Linked DNA regions of Acanthopagrus latus: region 1 is linked to region 2. The links are chromatin contacts, called in public Hi-C maps. All regions are on one chromosome and are shown on one strand. The core of a region is the stretch at or near the end of the contact, and the rest is flanking DNA. Distances in the headings are between cores, read along the strand shown. Region 1 holds the start of LOC119026729 (zinc finger protein 239-like). Region 2 holds the start of LOC119026755 (zinc finger protein 271-like).

Region 1 (6,272 bases), core at 1,022-3,521, 150 kb before region 2:
ACCTCGAGTTGAGAAAGCTTTTCCACACTGGTCGCAGCTGTAAGGTCTCTCTCCAGTGTGAACACGTTTGTGGATGTTCAGGTCACCTGACGTTAAGAAGGCTTTGCTACACTGGTCACAGCCGTACGGTCTCTCTCCAGTGTGAGCGCGGCGATGGACTCTGAGGTCACCCGTTGTTCTGAAGTGTTGGCCACATTCCTCGCAGCCGTACGGTTTCTCTCCCGTGTGAATGCGTTGATGGATTTTCAGCGTAGCCTTAGATAGGAAAGACTTCCCACACTCATCACAGCTGTGTGAATCCTTTGGTGGGTTTTTAGGGAAGCGGATGTAGCAAAAGTTTTCCCACACTGATCACACCCATGTGGTTTCCCTCCGGTGTGACCTCTCAAGCCAACTGATTTCTTTGGTGATGTTGGTATTTTGTGTGACTGCTCCTGTCCCTTTGATCCTCCCTGTTTCTATGGCAACAGAAAGAAAGAGACAGTGAGATGAACTATTCAAAACATTAAATGATCTTTAAGTCAACATGAGAAAATCATCCACTGATCCTCCAGAAGTCCAACTGTTGCAGCTGCAGACAGAGACATCAAAGTCCAGACAGAAGGCTGTTTTACATCAGGTGTCACATGATGTGAAGTTCTGTACGTACAGCAGCGTCCAACAGTTTGACGCCACGCTGACGAGCTCTCTAACTGTCCTGTTAACCTGAACCAGAACGTCTGAGAATGACAGCAGAGTTTGGACCTGGTGAAACCAGGTGCTGAAAGATGTGTTCAGACTGCACCCTGACCCAACAGAACCCACAATGAGCCCAAACACACCTCAGAGCTCTGACACAGCTACATGAAGAGTTTGGTTCTTCTCTAAAACTACAGAATGCTCCTTTAAGAGGATCCTCGTCATGGACTCCATCTTCACAGTTTACACCATCATCCTCCACTTCCCCCCTCAGCTGGTCAGAACCCTCCTCCACCCTCAGCCTGACCTCTGCACTCCACCTCCACAATTATCCCCCAGGCCAAACGACTCACTTTGGCTGAATGCTGTCGAGACGACCCCGTCCAACACCTCCAACAAAGCAGACACCAGGAGAACAAAAGAGGATGCTCACCTCCACCATCATGAAGGGGGAGGAGAGACCAACACTTCACACCTGGATGAAAAGGCCCAATACAGAGAGCAGCAACAGGCCTGGCTCTGGTTCTACAGGAGTCAGGATGGAGCCCCTGAACCTGGACCCTGGAGATCTGGGTTTATCTGTACTCGTGTTGAAGACTACACAGCTGTTCTCTAGTGTTGCTGAGAACATTAACAGGAGCCAGAACCTGTTGACTTTATTGATTCAATGCTTCAGTAATATTTTGTGCTGCAGCTGATGATCGAATCTTATTTGTCAATAAAAAGTCTGCAAAAGGCTGAAAATGGTGTCAAAATGTTGGTGATCAGAACAGCAGCTGATTATCTGGACTCAGATCTCTGACAAAGATGACAGATGAAGTTTGGACCTGCAGGAAGTTTCTGTTCACAGCAGAAGGAAGACGTGAAGACAAGATGGCCGACAGTAAACAAAAGGTCCAAACACACAGTCACGTTTGTTCTGAACCGACACCAACACGACCAGCAGCAACAGTGAAGCAGAAGTGAAGCTTTCATTTCTTCAGTCTCTTCCAGATGGAACCAGAACCTACAGAGACATTTGACCTGATGACACACAGAACATCCTACATCATGACGTCATGACCACTGACCTGAATGCTGCTGTCGTCAGTGCCCGCGCCTCCTGTTCTTCTGGGGTTCTGGTTCTGGTTCTCCATCGTCCTGCAGGTCTCCTCTGTGTCCTGGATTCTGTCCGGAGCTCTTCAGGCTCACATATAAGAGTGTGACGTGGGGGCGGTCCTGAGAGCCGAGAACGAATCAGAGCAGTGGGCGGAGCTTGACACCTTCTGATCCGACTGAACCGCAGCTGAAGAGAAACAAAAGTCCTGAAATATTAAACTTCAGTCACAGACGACTAAATGATTTAAATCATATTTTATGATTCGTTTCAGGTCAGCAGCCAAGTCAAAACCACCTGGTGTGTTCTCGTGATGTTACCGCGTCTGCTGCGTTCACGGGACCTCGGAACTCTTAACACCTACAGTCTGAACAGCTGCTTGTGGGAGGAATTAACAAGCTTGTTCTTCTTCCTTTTCAAACACACAGAGGGTTTTATCGTCCAGAGCTTCAACTGTGTCATACTGTTCACATGCTTGAAATAAAGCATTCATTCATATTAGCTCGAATGTGTTTTTTAATACGTTAGCTCCGTTTAAATGTTCCCAGAATGCATCCGGATATCCGACCTCTTTTTGTGCCCTGAACGCAGCACAAGTGACGCTGTGTGACCGCGGGAACACGGAGGCCTCGCGAGATTTAGCAGTGCTCCTGTATCAGCCGGAAGTTACCGGACAGAACACGGACCGGGTCACAGAGCAAACCTCCCGGATCCCAGCGACCAGTGGCACCACAAGAACGGAATGGACCCGAACCACCGGAGCAGAGACCCGAACCACCGGAGCAGAGACCCGAACCACCGGAGCAGAGAGGTTCGTGTTGTCGGCTCACTGTCGGTGGTTCTGTTCTGCATGTTTCCAGGTATCGATCCATGAAGCCGACTCATGTTTTAAGGTTCTGTTCTGGAGTTTATGACCATTTTGTGTCATTTTGTCACACAAACACAGAAGCAGTTCAGACAAACACCATCAGATCTGCAGGTTGTTTCCGCCACGTCACTACAACATATCATTGATCTCTTGCGTCACGTGGTGATATTTCAGCTTCTGACCCGGTCCAGTAAACTCGGGCACCTGCAGGCCGATCATCATCATCATCATCATCATCAGTTCAGCTGACCATCGATACTCTGATCAATGAAGAGTTAACAGTTGTTTGATCTTATAATTTAATACAGGGCTGTATTTCCATCAATCAGTGATATTGATATTGATATTGATATTGATGTTCCTCTCACTGAACTGTGTGTGTTATTGTGTGTTGTGAAACAGCCTTTGGAAGACAAACTGACAAACGTGTCGGTTAAACTGTTTAAATGATTCAACAAAGATTTTATGTTTTATGTCATTTGACACTTTTTCTTTGTCTTTTAACAGAAACACTGATATTTGATATTTGCTTCATTGATATTTTGTGCCACAGACTTTTACTTTCTCAGATGTAAACTGACAAATGTTCAGTGTTTTTTTTATTGTTATTATTGGTTCTGTTGATCTTGGTCTGGTTCTTTTGGACCTGGACGAAACCCTCAGACTGAAGAGCAGAAACATCGGACGATGTTGCTGATTTAAAGTTGTGTTTTCAGTGAAAATCTTACATGTTGCAGTTTCAACAGTCGATTATTGATTAGGAAACTCGTTAATGTTCAAACGTCTCTTCTGTTTAAATGAGTTTACTTCATTAAATAAGCGTTTACACAATATTTGTTCTGTGTATCAATACACGTGTGATGTTTTCATGTCTCTGATCAGTTAAAACATTTTAATTCAGAATCAGAAACTGTATTGATGTTTTTGGTACAGATGTTCTGTGCAAAGTAGAAATAGAAATACTGCGTGAATGGAAACAAGAGATAAAGATATAAATGAAATATTAAAGTAGACGATGAAACACAATGTTAAATAATAGAAGAAGAGGGCCATGAACCAATCAGAGCAGTGGGCAGAACAGGACCGCCCCTCACGTCACACTCTTACATGTGAGCCTGAAGAGCTCCGGACAGAATCCAGGACACAGAGGAGACCTGCAGGACGATGGAGAACCAGAACCAGAACCCCAGAAGAACAGGAAGCACATGCTCTGGCGGAAGCAGCGTTCAGGTCAGTGGTCATGACATCATGATGTAGGATGTTCTGTGTGTCATCAGGTCCCTCTACTCTGTTGTTCTGGTCCAGGGTCAGATTTCTAAATGTCTCTGTAGGTTCTGGTTCCATCTGGAAGAGACTGAAGAAATGAAAGCTTGTTGTCACTTCTGCTTCATTGTTGTTGCTGCTGCTCGTGTTGGTGTCGGTTCAGAACAAACGTGACTGTGTGTTTGGACCTTTTGTTTACTGTCGGCCATCTTGTCTTCACGTCTTCCTTCTGCTGTGAACAGAAACTTCCTGCAGGTCCAAACTTCATCTGTCATCTTTGTCAGAGATCTGAGTCCAGATAATCAGCTGCTGTTCTGATCACGTCCAACTTCATCTGTCATCTTTGTCAGAGATCTGAGTCCAGATAATCAGCTGCTGTTCTGATCGTCACCAGTCGCTCAGTCCAACATGGTCTGGTTCTGCTCCTCAAATGTTCCTCTAGACAAAGTGTTTGGTGTTGAAGTGGTTGGCCAAAACAAAACAAAACCTGCAGAGACGCCATTTTGAGCCTTTTGCTGACTTTATTGACAAATAAGATTCATTAATTGATCTCCGCATTATCTCTGGAGCGGTAGTTTGCCAATTCTCCGCCGATGGTGATTCACACAGAGCGAAGCATCTCTACCGCCGTGATATTCACAAAGAGGCGTGATGGTACACATCATGTTGATGACGGTGGTGTTTCCCAGGTGTCCTTCTGTCAATCTAAACCCATGGACAGTTTCTTATGGATGCTTTCACGTTTTTGCACTAAATTACATTATTAATAATCACCATCGGTAAACAGGTCGCTGTCTGACTCTCACTCGTGGGGACGGAGGCTGTTCTCTGGGGGAAAGTTCCCTGAAGTCTCGGTCTGGAGGGCTGTTTTTTGTCAGAAATGTGACGAGGAGTCGGTAGGACAGACAGGAGCACAAACAAAGACAGTTACTATGTTACTGGGACATTTCTCTGTATTTAGTTGAGTAAAGGTCCTGTGTAGTTATCAGATTGTCAGACCATCACGCCCGCGCTCTGCGCCGCTGGCGTATCTGTTCACACTGGGGAGGCTCACCAGTAATGTGCCCTGATACTACCTGCAGAGGTGGATCAGCACCGGAGTGAAGTCCCCCCCGCATCTGAAACTTTCACACAGAGGAGTGTGTGGGGAACTGCCGCATGCAAATGGCAGTGTGAATGGGGCTAGGGTTGGGCCTTTTCATCCAGGTGTGAAGTGTTGGTCTCTCCTCCCCCTTCATGATGGTGGAGGTGAGCATCCTCTTTTGTTCTCCTGGTGTCTGCTTTGTTGGAGGTGTTGGACGGGGTCGTCTCGACAGCATTCAGCCAAAGTGAGTCGTTTGGCCTGGGGGATAATTGTGGAGGTGGAGTGCAGAGGTCAGGCTGAGGGTGGAGGAGGGTTCTGACCAGCTGAGGGGGGAAGTGGAGGATGATGGTGTAAACTGTGAAGATGGAGTCCATGACGAGGATCCTCTTAAAGGAGCATTCTGTAGTTTTAGAGAAGAACCAAACTCTTCATGTAGCTGTGTCAGAGCTCTGAGGTGTGTTTGGGCTCATTGTGGGTTCTGCTGGGTCGATGTGCAGTCTGAACACATCTTCCAGCACCTGGTTTCACCAGGTCCAAACTCTGCTGTCATTCTCAGACGTTCTGGTTCAGGTTAACAGGACAGTTAGAGAGCTCGTCAGCGTGGCGTCAAACTGTTGGACGCTGCTGTACGTACAGAACTTCACATCATGTGACACGTGACGTAAAACAGCCTTCTGTCTGGACTTTGATGTCTCTGTCTGCAGCTGCAACAGTTGGACTTCTGGAGGATCAGTGGATGATTTTCTCATGTTGACTTAAAGATCATTTAATGTTTTGAATAGTTCATCTCACTGTCTCTTTCTTTCTGTTGCCATAGAAACAGGGAGGATCAAAGGGACAGGAGCAGTCACACAAAATACCAACATCACCAAAGAAATCAGAAGTTGGCTTGAGAGGTCACACCGGAGGGAAACCACATGGGTGTGATCAATGTGGGAAAACTTTTGCTACATCCGCTTCCCTAAAAACCCACCAAAGGATTCACACAGGAGAGAAACCACACGGCTGTGATGAGTGTGGGAAGTCTTTCCTATCTAAGGCTACGCTGAAAATCCATCAACGCATTCACACGGGAGAGAAACCGTACAGCTGCGAGGAATGTGGCCAACACTTCAGAACAACGGGTGACCTCAGAGTCCATCGGCGCACTCACACTGGAGAGAGACCGTACGGCTGTGACCAGTGCAGCAAAGCCTTCGCATCGTCAAGTGAGCTTAATAACCACAGACGTGTTCACACTGGAGAGAGACCATACAGCTGTGACCAGTGTGAGAAAACTTTCA
Region 2 (6,016 bases), core at 1,338-3,837:
CTGTCCCACAACTTCCTGTCTAATCCTTCAGATAGCAAATAAACACCCAAAAAATATCTTATGAAAATATCAATATCCGACTTTGAACCAGTCTCCTTAGTGACCAAACCATGTAATTACATCGCCATGTGTAAAACAAGCTAACGTTGTGAGAGAAGTGTTTTCACTGGGCTGCTCCAGGTTTTAATGTAAAGTCCTTGTTTAGCAGCCATTTTCCTCCGACATCACGCTCAGAGTGCCGCTCTGTTCAGCTCATATAAACAAAGAGAATCTCACAAACTGTTCTCATCACTTGGAGGTCGAGCAGCAGCTGTAAAGTTACTGCACAGTGAAACCTGGAGGGGCATCCCGACATATCTTGAGGTAAAAAAACATATTTGATAACCCGTTAGCTAACGTTAGCATTCAGCTACTTCCTAGCTAACAATAATGTCTGATTACATGCAGCGTGTTTCACCTCCAGGATTAAAGAAATGTGTCCAGCAGTATGTTAGCATGGAAGTGGTTGATTGCTAATGTTAGCTGCTGTCTAACAGAAGCTAACGACTCATCAGATGTTGCTGTACTTTGACATTTGTCCCTTCAGACTTTCACTATTTGTTGTCTTTTCAGTTGCTGATCAATCAGGATAAAAATGATTCTTTAAACCATCAGCGTGATGTCACAGGAAAACATCCGCTGTGTGACGACGACGGACTTCTTTTATACAACTTCTTATTTATGTTTGTGTCTGAGAGAAGCTGAAGAAGTTCTGTCATAAATCCACATTTCTGACAATAAACTCTCAGATTCTGTTTGTTTTGGTTGATTGTTCGACACATTGAAGTGTTTTGTCATCAGACGACCAGATTACAACATGAAGTCTTCACCTGCCGTGACAGAGAGCTGGAGTCAGATACACACAGATAAAGTGCTGATCCGGTCTGAACTGGGTCAGAATCTCACACAATGTTTGTCAGTTTGTTGACATTAAATTCAAACCTCATGTAGTTTAGTGTTAAATCTCAGTGAACTACATCGTCTCATCAGCACGGCACCAGAACCAACATGGAGCCAACTGGGTCAGAAAAGGTTCTGAACAAGATGAACATCACAATAAATCTGCTCATACTGACAACGGCAGTTCTGGTTCTGTTCTGTGAGCTGATATACAGGAGCAGCTCTACAGTGTTTAAGACTCTGTGACGTCTTTAATGACGACGTGTTTTCAGTCTGAAGACAAACTGACAAACATCACATGTGACTGATGACGCCGTTCAGACCGGATCAGTACTTTATCATCTCTCTACTGGAACACATCCGGTCCTGTGGGTCCACCAGAGGGCCGTGACTTCAACTCTCTATATCTGCAGGGACTCTGAAATTATTGAACTGTATTCTGGATTATCACAGAACATAAGCTGAAGGTTCTGATCCGTCCAGGTTCTGTGTGTCCAGATAATCTCCACAGATGAACTCTGTGATGTGTGAAGCTACATTAACTGTGTAGCAGTAAGAAGCTAATGCTAGGCTACAAACAGACGACATCACGGTCACATGACTGAAACGTCTCCACCACTAAGAGTCTACTATCCAGGTTTTCTATAAACTGATCAATGAACAAGTTGTAAAGTCAGAGTTAGAACAGTGTGGAACTAAAGTGGCCTGTAAAGACGGACTAGTGAGTAGATGAGTCTCCGTGTTGCTGTGAGGACGTTTAATGTCCCCGACAACCTCTGTAGTCTCATTCAGACACTTGTTAGCAACCGCTAACTGTTGTTAGCACATGAAGAGCTTCAGGATTAAACTGTGGGACATTAATGATGAATAGAACCTGTAACATGTTCAGCCTGATACCTCACAGCTTATTACACACATTCAACTGAAAACACATCAACAGACTCTGAGACGAGAGGACACAAAGTGCTAACATGCTAACATGCTAACAGATGTCTGGTTTCAGGATGAGGTCGTTGTTATTCTACTGATGAAGTCTGATCGATTAATTAAACGTCCTGAGACACGAGGTCCGAACTGACACAGACGGGACTACGTGTTGGATGTGCTGAGACTGTATGACAAGCCGTTTTAACATTATTCGACCACACTCCTCTCTGTAATTGCATTTTAGAGCCATAACAGCATTTCTCCTAGTCAAAACTGTATTCTCACTAGTCAGAATGGATGGATATCTGATGGATATCTGAAATGTTCTTTTAGACTAGTAAGAACTGAATTAAAGATATCGGCAATACATATCCAGTCTAGCTATTAAATGTTAAACGGCCACTTAGACACTGATGCTGCAGCTAACAGGCTACACACACACACACACACACACACACACACACACACACACACACGGTTCAAACACTCACCTTCGTGGTAGCACTCATCTTCTTCATCTTCTTCTTCTTCTTCTTCGTCTTCTTCACTCTACCTTCAGTCCTGTAGTCACAAAATGGCTGCGGTGGCTCCTCCTCCTCCTCCTCACTCCGCTCTGTGGACGGGAGAAAGCACAGACATGCACATAGACGCCTGCTTCTGCGATACGTCGACGTCGCCGCCATCTTGGATGTGGCAGCTCCGCCCCGTGAACTAATACAAGTAAACAGAGTGAACTTTATAAAGATCCTTCTACAAAGTGCTGTAAGTTAATGTCTCTGATTTACACATTCACATACGTACGGATACATTCAGGAAACACAGAGGAACCAAAAACAATGTCTGGAACGTTCTCTGATGATTATAAACATGAACTACTCCGTATATACAGGTCGGCACCAAACCACAGGATGGATTTTATAATGTTTTATTTGAGTGTTTACAGCTGCTGATGTCTGTAACTCTGTTACTGTGATGATACATGACGGTTAGATATTGAATCCTTCCATAATAACCACATCCTGACGTGTAAATGTGAATTATTATTATCTGTGTGAATGAAAAGCACCAATGTCGTTTTTATAAATACAGTGATTTCCAATGATCTAAGTACTAATAATAACAATCATGGCGACAAAAAATGAACAAAGTCTGCAAATCAAGATCAGAAACTGCAGCAGCAGTACAGAGATATACTCCGTGACAGATCATTATAACACATGATAATGTATACAAGAACATTTAATGGTAAAAGTAAAGTTGCAGTAGGATACTATTATAAATATGCACCATATGGTTTTATTATTATTAGTAGTAGTAGTATTTTTCTGCATATTCTTGACTTTGAATGGGAGCATCTGTAATGCTGCAGTTTCTCGTTGGGCATCAGTGAAGTATTTCTGATTCTGATTCATGTATCATGAAGTCAGCTGTCCATATTTAAACCTAAATTTAATGAAACAAGTTGACATTATGGTGGACAGACGTCACATTCACATGTCAGGATCTGGTTATTATAGACACAGATTAAATATTTAACTGTCATGTATCATCACAGTAACAGAGTTACAGACATTAGCAGCTATAAACACTCGTATACTGAACATATCAGAGTAGTTAATGTTTATGATCACCACAGAACGTTACAGACGGTGTTTTGGTTCCTCTCTGTTTCCTGAATATATCTGTATGTATGTAAGTGTGTAAATGAGACATTAACTTATAGCATTTTGTAGAAGCAGCTTTATAAAGTTCCCTCCATTGACTCGTATCAGTTCACGGGGCGGAGCTGCCACATCCAAGATGGCGGCGACGTCGACGTACAGTCCAGCGCTCAGTGACGCGTCTATGTATACATGTCTATAGGAGAAGGACTGAGCTCCCAGCCGATCGCTTCTGCGCATGCGTGAAAAGGGGTCCTGCCTATCAGAGAAGGTGACCGACACTGTGCCTGTTCAAAATGACCGACTCACTGTCTGATGGGTGTCCTATAAACAAAACACAGTTACAGACACAACAAACAATCAATAAATTATGGAAATAAATCATCATGAAAGTCACAGATTTGCCCTGCTGGGAAAAAACAGCATGCAGCACCAAATCACAACATATGCTGGTCTTGCTAGTGACTTTTCACCAGCAAGACCAGCTTATGTTGTGTTTGGGTTCTGGATGCTGTTTTTCCAGCAGGGTGTACAGCTGCAAATGTCAGTTAATTTAACAAGATGCCCAGAGCATCCACTCATAGAGGTAAAGAACAGATAAAAATAATTTAAGAAAGGAAGAGATCAGAAATGAAACCAGGAGAGATCCAGGCAGACCCACTGTGATGAGGATGTCAGAGTCCAGGTGTGGATGGAAAACAAGGACAAAAGGAAATATGCTGATATGTTCAACGAAAGGGCCCCAGATCTTCTTAAACCTGGAGTTTATTGTATTTCCTCTGAGTGGAGACCAGAAACCAGGTCGCTCAGTCATGTCTTGAACCAGGGAGGACGTAATGACTTCCATCTCTCAGACTGACCTCAGCAAACATAAGAGCTTGTTGTAGAGCGGAGGGGAGAACGAGTGAGTCATTAGAACAGCACAATATAAGAATAATGTAAGAATAAGAACTCTGCTGCCAGGGTCCTCACCTGCACCAAGCCCAGGCAACACATCACCTCCACTCTCATCCACCTTCACTGGCTCACAGTTAAATCGTGCATCACTTACAAAATTCTCCTCCTGATCTATAAATCTCTCTTCCCTCGCCCCCCAATATCAGTCTGACCTCCTCCACCCCTACACCCAGACCTGGACGCTGGGCTCATCAGGCACACACCAGCTCTCCATCCCTCACACCAAACTACAAACCCTCGGCCACAGAGCCTCCTGTGTGACAGCCTCCGCTCTCTGGAACAAAATCCACAAACACACTTCTCTGGAGACTTTCAAAAGAGACTTAAAAAGTCTTTTTGATAAGGCCTATCGGCTGTAGATCCAGCCAAATCAATCAACTTTTCTATTTTTTATCTCTTATGTATTTTTGGTTTATTCATTTATCCTTTGTTCCATTTTGTTAAGTGTCCTTTGGTACCCTGAAAGGCGCTATAAAAATAAATGTATTATTATTATGATTATGATGATGATTATTATTATTATTATTATTATTATTATTATCACTGAGAGACGATCCAGAGCCACATGTCTGTTCTATATACCACTGTGTAAATGAACGATGTCAGCCTGAAAGCCTGTGAGCTCCGAGCAGAACCAGAGAAGATGTCAGAGAGTCAGTCTGCTGATTTACATTCATCACACGTGGCCGAGACAGGAGATTCAGGTTAGTCTTAGAAAAGTGCAGCTGGGGAAGGATTTTAAACTGAATGAGCTGAAGTCTAACATGACCCCAGTGAGATGATTTCACCAGCGTCCCTGATCCACGCCTCTTTAATCTGGAGAGACGGGCCGCCACGGAGAAGAGGTCCACAGACTGGGAGGTCAGTGTTTGGAGCTCTGGTCCAAGTGTCATCAAAATGAACCGATAATCTGATTGTTGCAGAAAGGAAGCCTTTAGTTTCCAGCCTGCAGGTTTGCTGCCATGAGAGATGAGAGTTATAAGTTGAGACAGAGAATCTGTTCCAGTGGGGTCCAACCCATCTGCCCACATCAGAAGCATCAGAATCAGAATCTCACCTTCACATTTAGGATCGAATTAATTAAAACTCCTCCTGTATAAAATCTTTCCTCCCACTGACTGATTCTCCTGTAGAACACACACATCCTTATTTCACTTCAAAATAAAATAAAGCTTTTCTGTTAGTTAGATCTCGTACATTCAGAGAGAACAATGACTATCTGACGTACATCAACACACGACACACTGATGAACATGTTACTGAACAGAAGTTTCTACACAAGGTTGAGAAACGTGAAAAACTTCAATTCACAAGTCACAAACTGACTCATGTAAACTGTGTTACCTCTGTGTCATTACAAAATACAGAAGTATTAATATCTACAAACATTTTGGTTCAGGAAAATATATATGAGAGACCAGGTGAGACCAGGTGAGACCAGGTGAGACCAGGTGAGACCAGGGGCCTCATTTATAAAACTGTACGTAGGATTGATGTCAAAAGGTTGCGTGAAATTTGTTTCTATCTTATAT

What was found. Hi-C and Micro-C count contacts between places; a contact is called where the count stands out from the background.
Region 1: a Hi-C map of liver shows a contact between it and region 2, with 4 times the contacts expected there. The contact joins the promoter of LOC119026729 here to the promoter of LOC119026755 in region 2. A contact is called at or near these places in 2 of 4 Hi-C or Micro-C datasets (liver and muscle).

The regions. Positions count from the first base shown.
Region 1 is chr10:556,345-562,616 of fAcaLat1.1, reverse strand. It overlaps LOC119026729 (zinc finger protein 239-like), which reads left to right and starts at 2,271. Exons shown (of 3, transcript XM_037111251.1): 1 at 2,271-2,585; 2 at 2,817-3,872; 3 at 5,807-6,272. The coding sequence starts at 3,807. It also overlaps the pseudogene LOC119026720.
Region 2 is chr10:408,689-414,704 of fAcaLat1.1, reverse strand. It overlaps LOC119026755 (zinc finger protein 271-like), which reads right to left and starts at 2,587. Exons shown (of 3, transcript XM_037111295.1): 1 at 2,358-2,587. The coding sequence starts at 2,549.